Linked DNA regions of Drosophila melanogaster: region 1 is linked to region 2. The links are chromatin contacts, called in public Hi-C maps. All regions are on one chromosome and are shown on one strand. The core of a region is the stretch at or near the end of the contact, and the rest is flanking DNA. Distances in the headings are between cores, read along the strand shown. Region 1 holds the start of Ant2 (Adenine nucleotide translocase 2). Region 2 holds the start of alpha-Man-Ia (alpha-Mannosidase class I a).

Region 1 (4,665 bases), core at 844-3,343, 460 kb before region 2:
AAAATAAAGAATAAATGAATGAATTAACTACCTCAGCTTTGAATATTTCTATAGAAATGTTATTAAATGTATTTGAAAAGCGTAAGAGATATACAAATGCAAGATGCCGCCAGATCGAAAGATAGTTAATAAAAAGAAAGACAGATGGAACAGAACAATGTCAAAGAATACAAGTTTTAGAGCTGCATTTATATAGTATCAGATCGATAAGGAACATAGTAACAAAATCGTAAAACAAAACCAAAAAAAATATATTAAGTGTACGTTTTGCATATTCCTATATAGTTAACTAAACGTAAAAGCAAGATGGGTAAACATGAATACTACTATAACAATCATTTTGCGTCCATTTTTGTTGTTTCCTATACAAGAAAAAATTAAATAAAAACAAAAACAAACCACAAAAAAAAAAAATAAACAAAAAAAAAGCGAACGAATAAATCACACAAATAGGATGAAAACAAAACTATATTCCCAATTACATTGTATAACTGTCTTTTAACCACAAGCAAAACGCTAACACAATCGGTACACGATAACCAATATACTATACATATATCAAATATCCACTCTGTGTATGTTTTGTATCTGCCATGGAATATGTACCCGAAAGTAATCTAGATAACCACGTAAAGGACATAGGACTCGATGTCTAGATGTGTCGTCATAGTTTAGAGGCCCCAGTATTTACTAGCCAGTACTTTGCATTTGTTTGCCTTTATCTTTTACCTTTACCATTGCCTTTAAATTAACCCCTCTGTCCAACCAACGAAATTCAAAAGAAAGGGTTCTTCATTTGATTACCATACCCCTCAGCACGCCCAAAACTCCTAGTATTCTGGCCTGTCCCAGGGTGCTGATTCAAAAACTAGAGATATACATAGGTGTATACATAACATACTAATCTGCGTAAGATGTTTTCCCCATTTCGGTGTAACTAAATGTTAATATTGCTAGCGCTCAATACGAAATTACCGTATACAAGACCCACATACAGCAAATAAAAAGACACAAAAGCTTACTAAATTGTATCCCAAGGCCAAGGAAAATATTAGAAAACCAGATATACAACTAACTCAAATACAATTTTGTGAACATGTGAAAAACAAATCGAAAAGAAATTTACTCAATAAATGATTTTTCGTATATAAGAAGTGCATTTTGAATCAAGTTTTGCGATTATCCTTTTCAACAACGTTTTAAAATTAAGAATATGATATTTTCGAAAAACATTTTTCAGAATAACTTGGCCAAAAAAGGTGGCTCAGCTAAAACGATGACTGTTTTGTGTTGCTTATTAACATTGCTAACAATCTGTAACACTTTCAAACCGAGTTTCAGGAATAATTTTTTTGACCAATTTAAGCAATTTTTCATTAGGGGTACCATCATCAAAATTCGACAAATTACCGATTTTCTCATTTTCGATAACCAAATTTGCAAAAAATGGCCAAAAATTAAAGTTGCCAGACTTAAATACAGTTCGATGAGGAATTTGGAACGATTTCAACGAGGTATGAGATATTCCAATTTTGGACAAACCTTTGATTTAATATAAAAAGAAAACTTTTGTTTTTGTAAAAAAAAGAGCAATTAAAAAACCGCGTTAAATGCAATACATTCAAACTAGTTTTTATCATAGTTTGGCAAAAGGAGGTCGTACAGGTCGTTGTTAATTTCCCAAAGAAGCGTGCAGATTAATTGTAATGAATCCATTATTAAAACATAAAATAGTCTTTAACTTTTGTGTAATTCAGAACTCGCAATAATATAATATATAATATAAAATAATATAACATAATGGGAAAGTCGATGTAAAAATATTTTTAAGGTATTAAAAAATATCGATATTGATGCTTCAATCCCCGCTTGCCTTAATTTTATAATAAAACGTAATATACTGGTTTTAATTACATCAAAAATAGCCATATTTATTTATACTAGCAAAAGTTACCGACAAAAATATCACGAATAAAAACCGAAATCTAGCTGAATATCGATAGATCGCCGAATAAATACCAGTTAAAGCAACTATCGATATGCGGTATTTTTGCAGCTTTCATCCCCAAGTCACTGGGCCCTCGAGACCCCCACCACTTTACGAATTTCATTCGCCAAGTGAGCACGCGGCTTCGTCTGATTCTGCAAAAGAAGTTTTTATTCTGTGACTTTTGTGAGAAGTTATCAACTGAAGGTATTGTGCTATTTTCTATATCTATTACATTTGCGAGGCTCTTTTGCTTAACAAGAAAAGAGACGGTGTGCCCCGTACCTGCCATTGATTTTTTTTTACCCATTAATTCACGTCACCTTGCGCTAGATTCTGTAGTTATGTAATGTGCTAATTTTTTTATTGTGTCGGTGTTGGTTTAAACTAACGTTTTTTTTTGTATGTTCGACAAGCAGTTCCGGTTTAACTGCATCGAAAAGAAATCCCGAAATGGGACTTGAAAATACCCGAAAAGTGCTTACATAACCCTTGCGAAAAATAATTGTGCCGAAATTGTGTTTGCCATCAATTAAACACGTAATAAATTGGGCGTATTAGCAAACTTTTCGGTATTTTATACCCCCAATCCAAAGTTCATTTAGAATACCCAGAAAGAAAATGGAAGAAGCCACGCTGGATCTTTTTCCCATCTATTTCCTTCCAATTTGCAACCACGCTGGAACTGCCAACTTATGCAATAGCAACGAGTTGGCAGGCCGGCTCGTCTGTACGAAAAAATGTTGCACATGAATTGCGATTATATTTCAAAGAGAATTGCACTTCTCTAGAATCAAATTGGCCTGCATTTGCACAAATATATTATTATATACACCAAATGCAGGCTATTCTATAGTAAAACGCGTGGCAATTGATTGTTCTACCGCCCAGTCGCACATGAGTGTGTATGAACACACAGTTGCGAATAAATTCCATGTGCCACTAACGCCCTCTCGCTCACTCCCATGCCAGACACCAGCTGCGCGTGCAAGTACTTATCGGGTGTGTGTGTGTGAAGAAGAGAGAGAGAGTTGGTTTTATTTCTTAAGAGTAATGTAACTATTTCTCTTTGGTTGCCTCCCTTTCTTTTCTGACCTGCTTTCTTTTATTAAAGATAAAAATTCATGCGAAAAAAACGGGTTTCCCCAGTGTTCTCATTTCTTCTATTATTATTCCATTCCCATACCCCTTAAACCCTTTCTGACGTCAATCGTTAATGTACGTATAGTATTCATGTGATTTATTGTTTATTGTAGCCCTTTGTGTGGCCTTTTAGTGCGATTTTGCACTTGGTTGAGATTAGTGTTTATTATTACATATCCCTGGCGAATCACATTTCCAATTCTCGCCCAGTCGGCGGAAATTTTCAGTGTGATTTTCAAGCCGATCCACGCCCTGTCCTAAAACCCCGATTCATCGCACACTGAGCCATAAAAATTATAACTTCGCTGCCGTTTAATTTTGGCAATTAAGCATTTTTGCAGTAACTTTGCAACTGCATTTTTTACGCTCTCTTTTTTGATGGGCAACTAGCTCTCTTTTATTTTTTATGTAATTTTTGTGATAACGGGACCTTGAAAAAGTGTCGTAGACAGTTATATAAATTAACTGTATTAGCAGAAGTGTTTATCTAATCGCTTCACGCATTTTTTTTCGAGCGCCGCCCCTCTTCCGCCTGCGTGAAAGAGACGAAGCGTGAGAGAGAGGGAGAGAGCGGCAGGTGGACGTCAGAAAGCAAAGTCACATGCTAGCAGTGCTGCCAACCCTATCTTTAGAAATAAAGCCAAATGTTATTAATAGCTTAGCAATTAAATAGCTACAAACAATTAATAAAACCTTTCAACTCTTTTCAACTTTTATTTTTATAAAAATTGATAATAGTTTTGGTTTTTGTATTTGAATAAATTGTTCACTGCTGTATATTGAAGTTTTCTAAGCCAGTCCAAGTAGTTCTTAAAACTGAATATCAAAGATACCCCAATTTTGTTGAATAAGGAAGACATGTATTTGGGTGTAATAGAAGTACACTATTCAATCTTCTAGAAATCTAGCTAACAACTAGCTAAACGGGACTATCCGTCTGCTTCGCAGCTGACTTGTCGGCTATTTGCCAAATGTAAATGTTGTGCGTACATTCATTTTGGCAAGCGTTTAGAAAGCGCCGTCGAAAACCTCGAAAGGGGTAAATGAAAAACAATTGGCCATATATGCATTTTTGGTCATGGCCAAAACGAAACAAAAAGTGTTTTCTAATGAGTACAAGTGTGTGGTACAATACTTCCTCTTATGCAACGAATGGCGACATTGAATTCTTGAATTCTCAGCACTGATAAGCGGCGATCTCTCGCCCTCTCTCGCTCGCACACGTGCTGTTGCCAACCGCTAGTTTTTTTTCGGCTCTCTCCGAATTTCGCATACTCTGCATATGCATATAGAGAGAGAACGCTCTCCCCCTCTCTCGCTCACGCTCATCTGTTGCTGAACTTGACGATGGCGGCGACTGCGACGCCGACGTAGGCAGAGCAGGCTAGCTGGCAGATTTCGGCGAAAGGAACTTTCACAAGCAATTCAGTTGCCGTCCGGTTCAGACTTCTGACTTCCGAGGAATAAGGATAAATTTTTTTCGGTTTTGTGCTGTGATATAGAAACACAAATACAAATTGTACGTATGGCAAACA
Region 2 (4,743 bases), core at 2,057-4,556:
TGGCCGATGTGGCTGCGGACAACATTCAATTGCTGGCCGATCTGTATCACCTGCAGCATTTGCACGGCAACGTTTCCAAGACGCTCGAGGAGTACAAGGCGCTGATTGGACACTTTCAGATCGCCCAGGTGCCGCATCGCCACGAGCCGGATGTTTCCGGTGAGCTGGACTACGGATTTGTGTTCAAGGCTCTCCAGGAATTCGGCTATGATGGATGGATCGGTTGCGAGTACAAGCCGAAGACGACCACTGTCGAGGGTTTGGGTTGGGTCTCCAAATTGGGCTACACGCTATAATTATCACATCACATATAGTTTGGCATAAGGAACTGCTCTGCATTTATACACATGTATTTACACTGCTTACAAACATAAAGATGGTTTAACCAAAATACTTAATTCTATTACATATTTCTCTCGTTTTCGAGGCATTTTCATGGCTTTTTAAAGCTTCAATTGGTTGGTTCAATTCAATCAATTGGTTGGTTTTGGTTTAAAATGGTCGTTTTATAAAATCGATTACAATATAAAATCCTTTTTTTTCCCTTTTTTTTTGGAATTGTCATGCGTCTGTCAAAAGGTCATGGAATTGACCTACAGCAAGTGTGGAATAAAACAGTAGCTACGATTAGATAAGATTAGATAACAGGCAGATTCACGTATCTCATAAGGCGTCACTCTCGCTCCGAATCACCCGCTTGGCATATTCGGCTATGTGGAGCACCCCGTGCTCCGGTGAGGCGATGTGCAGGTTGCCTCCATTGCAGAATTTCGTGTTTATGTACGGATTGTGCAGCTCGGCCACCAACGTGGAGCAGGCCGTCGAGGAGTCACCTGTGGACTGCAGCATTTTCTAAAACGAATGAAGTTTATAATATGTGAAATTAGAAAGAAGAAAATGTTAAGATCAAAGGAAGAACTACAACTACTTTAATGTCAAGTTACTTTCCATTGGTTTAATGATCACTAAATTGAATTATCTTTATAATTGCACTTAACACAATTATAAACACTTACTAAGCTGATAATGCATGCCCTCATTAAATTGATAATGTTCTTATTATTTAATATAAAGGGCATTAGTGGAAAACTAGAACACACAGTTGGCCAAACCACAGAATATAAATATATTGTTTCACCACTTAATATCAACATTTGTGGCTAGGAGGGCACTGTCAATCTATGTACTTACCATCCAGAATTCATTACCCGGCAGGGCGTTTCCATCCCAAGCGTAAGAGACTACCAGCAGCATTCCGGCGTGCTCAGGATCACTCAATTTTCGTGCTGGATTGCGCTTGGAAATGAGCACCCTGATGCCATCCTTTGGATGCCCGGGAATCTCTATCAGCGATCCGTTGCTTAGACCGCCGCAATGTGTGATCGAAAACCAGGAGAAGTGCACGAGGCCAACGTTATTGAGCCTGTTGCCCAGCGTGCGCATACGCTGCTCGAAGGTCTCCATGAAGATGCGCTCCTGCTGTTCTGCTGCCTTCCACACGCCCAAGCCGAAGCCCACCACATGGATGTACGCCAGCTTTTTCACGCGTTTTGCCCTTGCCTCTGCCTCCAGCAGCAGCATGTCGAAGCTGATGGCGTAACGCCGCTTCATCACCAGATTGTCGAACACGTCCATCTTGTTTTTCGATGGTCCGAAACGCTGATTGTCAATGACTGCCTGGCCGTGGATGAGATCCCGTGTGGCATAGAACTCGCGCCACAGTCGTCGATAGTCCTCATCACGCGTGGTAGCCGGCTCATCCAATGCCATTCCGTAGCCCCTTTCACGCGTATTCTGCTGACGTGCGATTACAATGTCCTGGAACTCCATTAGATTACGTCGCGACAGACGGGCTCCAATCATGCCCACAATAACCCCGTGACGTTCCAAAGTTTTCGTGTTCAGATCAACGTGACCGCAATTGGTTCGTTCGCCCTCATTGACAAACTCCGTGCGGGAGCTCACGGAAAGCAGAGCGGAGAGCTTGATATCGTCATAGCTGAGCACGTTGGCCAGCACCAGAGGCGCCTTCTCCTCCCGAGTACCCACGGCTTCGAAGCCACTGGCCCCGGACTCTCCGCTCACCAGCAGGTACTTGTCGTTCCGCGCAAAGAAGCTGGCGCAACGCTTTACCAGCAGACGTTGCACAAATCCGCATAGCGATAAATTCCGGTAGATGGGCTTTTCCACCGCGTTGCCTGTGGTGAAATGCGGCAAGTCGATCAGTTGAGAAGGCTATTTAGGCAAGAGAATTGCTTACCCCAACGACACTTGTGCTCCAAGTACTGCAAGTAGAGGCCCAATGTACGTTCGTGTATCAATGGATAGGCGGATGCCACTTCCTCATTTATCCGGGCAAGCCGCGATGGAGATTGCCGGTATACTTTGACACTGTTCACGCCGAACTACAAGAAGAAGAAAGTGGAAGGGTAAGTCGACGTTGGCTGGGGGGTCACCCAAGTGTAATACCTCCAGCGGAAACTCCGCGGACAATTTAATCACATTGCCCAAATTTTCGTATCCTCCGATTGGTTTCTGCACTTGGCGGCAATCCTTCAGCAATTTGCGTCCGAAATTAGTGAGATGCGGGGAATCACCGGTGACCGCTGGCCAAACCTGATCCACTTCAGCGCCAAAGGTAGACATGGTCTTTGGGTTTAAACTTTTCAATTTACAGGTAGCTCTATTAGTGTCACCCTTTCGAAGAGAAAGTCCCCTTATTTGTGAAATGAATAATAATTTCACAATGACACTTAAATGCTTTGTGATAGAATCTTGGTGGTTGCATTTTGAGTTAATATTTTGTGCGATACTTGTCAATATAGATTAGTTGATTATCGATAAATCTATTCGATAAGTGGTCACTAATACCGTTGATTAATAAATATTGTTGATTTTCTAGTTCCTGAAATCTCGGCGTTCATACGGAGGGACAGAAAGACGAGAAAAGTCAAATCGACTTTTGATCCTGATCAAGAATATATATACTTTATATGGTCGGAAACGCTTCCTTTTACCAGTTACATACTTTACTGTTACATGCCTTACTGTACGAATAACGGGTATAAAAACCCAGTAGCATTATAGCGTAATTTCAAAAATGTTCTTCATTTGTTGTTTTGTAACACCTGGATATGTTGTGAGACATATGTATATGCTCTAAATTGTAAAAACCGGACACAAGAATGTATTCCCATTTTGTTAAAACGAAGAAAGCAAAAGCGACTCATTTATGTAAAATGCCGGTTCGGCGATCCGGTAGCACTGCCTTTTAGTGTGACCACTGGCCACATCGGCATTGCGGGTGGAAAAAGCGGCGGGCACATTGTGGATCGGATCCAAGCTGTTTTTGGTCGTCTCGAACTCAAAAAAAGAAACGTAAATCCAGCGGAATTAAACGCGATTGTGGAAGGCGTCTCGTTCTTGTGATACCTCTGCCGTGAATCGATGGTCGGTTTGCGGAAAATAATAAGGTGGCAGGTGAAACGCGCATTCCCCTCTCTCTCGCACAAACACACCTCCTGCCAGGAACGGAAAGTAACAACAAAAACAACTGGAAGAAGCGGCTAAGGTGGAAGCGAGATAGAGGTAGCTGGATGGATGCTAGTGTGGGAAAGGAGAGCGAAGAGAAGTCAGAAAAATCAAATCCAAATCTAAAGATTCATCCCTTTTTCTGTTGCCTCTCTCTTTCGTCACCTCCTTTTTCCCGCTCTCCCCCATCAGCTGTGTCTCTGTGTTCTCTTTTCTCCACGGCTCTTTCGATTTTCTTTTTTTTTATTGTTTGTTTCTGTGCCTTTTTCATACGGTTGTTTGGCCAGCTAACGGTATTCCGTAATAAATGTTATTGTTGTCAGCCCGTTGTGTTGTTGCAAAATATTGCGTGTTTCTCTCCGACCTCTCTCTCATCATCCTATCTCGCCCCGTCCCTGTCTGGCCTGCAGTTTATGCAGGCCTACAAAATCGTGATTTATTCTAGATCTCAGAAGTGATAATGAACGCAAATACACCGCCCAAATGGCGAACTTAAGTGTTGAATGTGCTTATGAATAAAAACCATTACTAATTTTAAAGGCAGTGCCAAAAGTCATTAAATTATTTCACTGCTGTTGGAATTAGTTACAAAAACAGTAATTAATATAGAAACGCATGTTATTGTTCGGAGTCAGCAAAAATAGATCATGGATTTTCATAAGTGTAGGCTTGGCTCTAAAAATATGCATTGTATTTAAAAGTAAATTTAAAATTGGAAAGGTAATTTACTTTTGTAGTGTTTAGTTTCTTAGGTCGAGTGCAATTAGAATGTACCTTTGATTTATTTCTTGTGGAACTATTTTTGGGTTATTGCAGGATATGCTTATACTTGAGTATAGTTTTGTTTTAGATTTGGTAAACTGTGCCAATTAGATTCGCCAATGAAAATGCCAACTACAAATTGCTATGAAAAATCGTGATTTTTGCAATGCCCCGCATAAACTCGTGTCTGTGTGTTTGCCACGTTGCTTGTGTGTGTGCGTGTGTGTGTGTGTTGCCGCTCTTCTTTTTTTTCCTCCACGCAGCGACATCGCATCGAATTACCTTTGTTTTTGCTGGCAGTTCATGTCTGTGCTTTCTTTCCGGCATTTCGTTTTTATGTCGTGCTCCTTTTTTGGCGCATTAACGTATGAGTGTGTGTACAAACAACCGAAAATAGCCAATAATAACAATAAGAATGCACTGCCATAGAGAGAAGAGAGTGAGAAGCGG

The links. A called contact is a pair of places that touch in the nucleus more often than the background predicts.
Region 1: a Hi-C map of the Kc167 cell line shows a contact between it and region 2, with 4 times the contacts expected there. The contact joins the promoter of Ant2 here to the promoter of alpha-Man-Ia in region 2. A contact is called at or near these places in 1 of 107 Hi-C or Micro-C datasets (the Kc167 cell line) and 1 of 6 datasets of contacts at active chromatin or transcription factors (the Kc167 cell line).

Annotation. Positions count from the first base shown.
Region 1 is chrX:10,784,335-10,788,999 of dm6, reverse strand. It overlaps Ant2 (Adenine nucleotide translocase 2), which reads left to right and starts at 2,093. Exons shown (of 4, transcript NM_176725.3): 1 at 2,093-2,194. sesB (stress-sensitive B) reads left to right here and starts at 2,042. Exons shown (of 4, transcript NM_001298161.1): 1 at 2,042-2,194. Imp (IGF-II mRNA-binding protein) reads left to right here. Exons shown (of 7, transcript NM_167253.3): 7 at 1-1,131.
Region 2 is chrX:10,324,521-10,329,263 of dm6, reverse strand. It overlaps alpha-Man-Ia (alpha-Mannosidase class I a), which reads left to right and starts at 3,306. Exons shown (of 8, transcript NM_167223.3): 1 at 3,306-3,631. It overlaps CG2909, which reads right to left and starts at 2,800. Exons shown (of 4, transcript NM_132388.4): 1 at 2,470-2,800; 2 at 2,261-2,405; 3 at 1,192-2,198; 4 at 318-852. The coding sequence starts at 2,646. The coding sequence ends at 664. Gip (GIP-like) reads left to right here. Exons shown (of 1, transcript NM_078551.4): 1 at 1-387. The coding sequence ends at 296.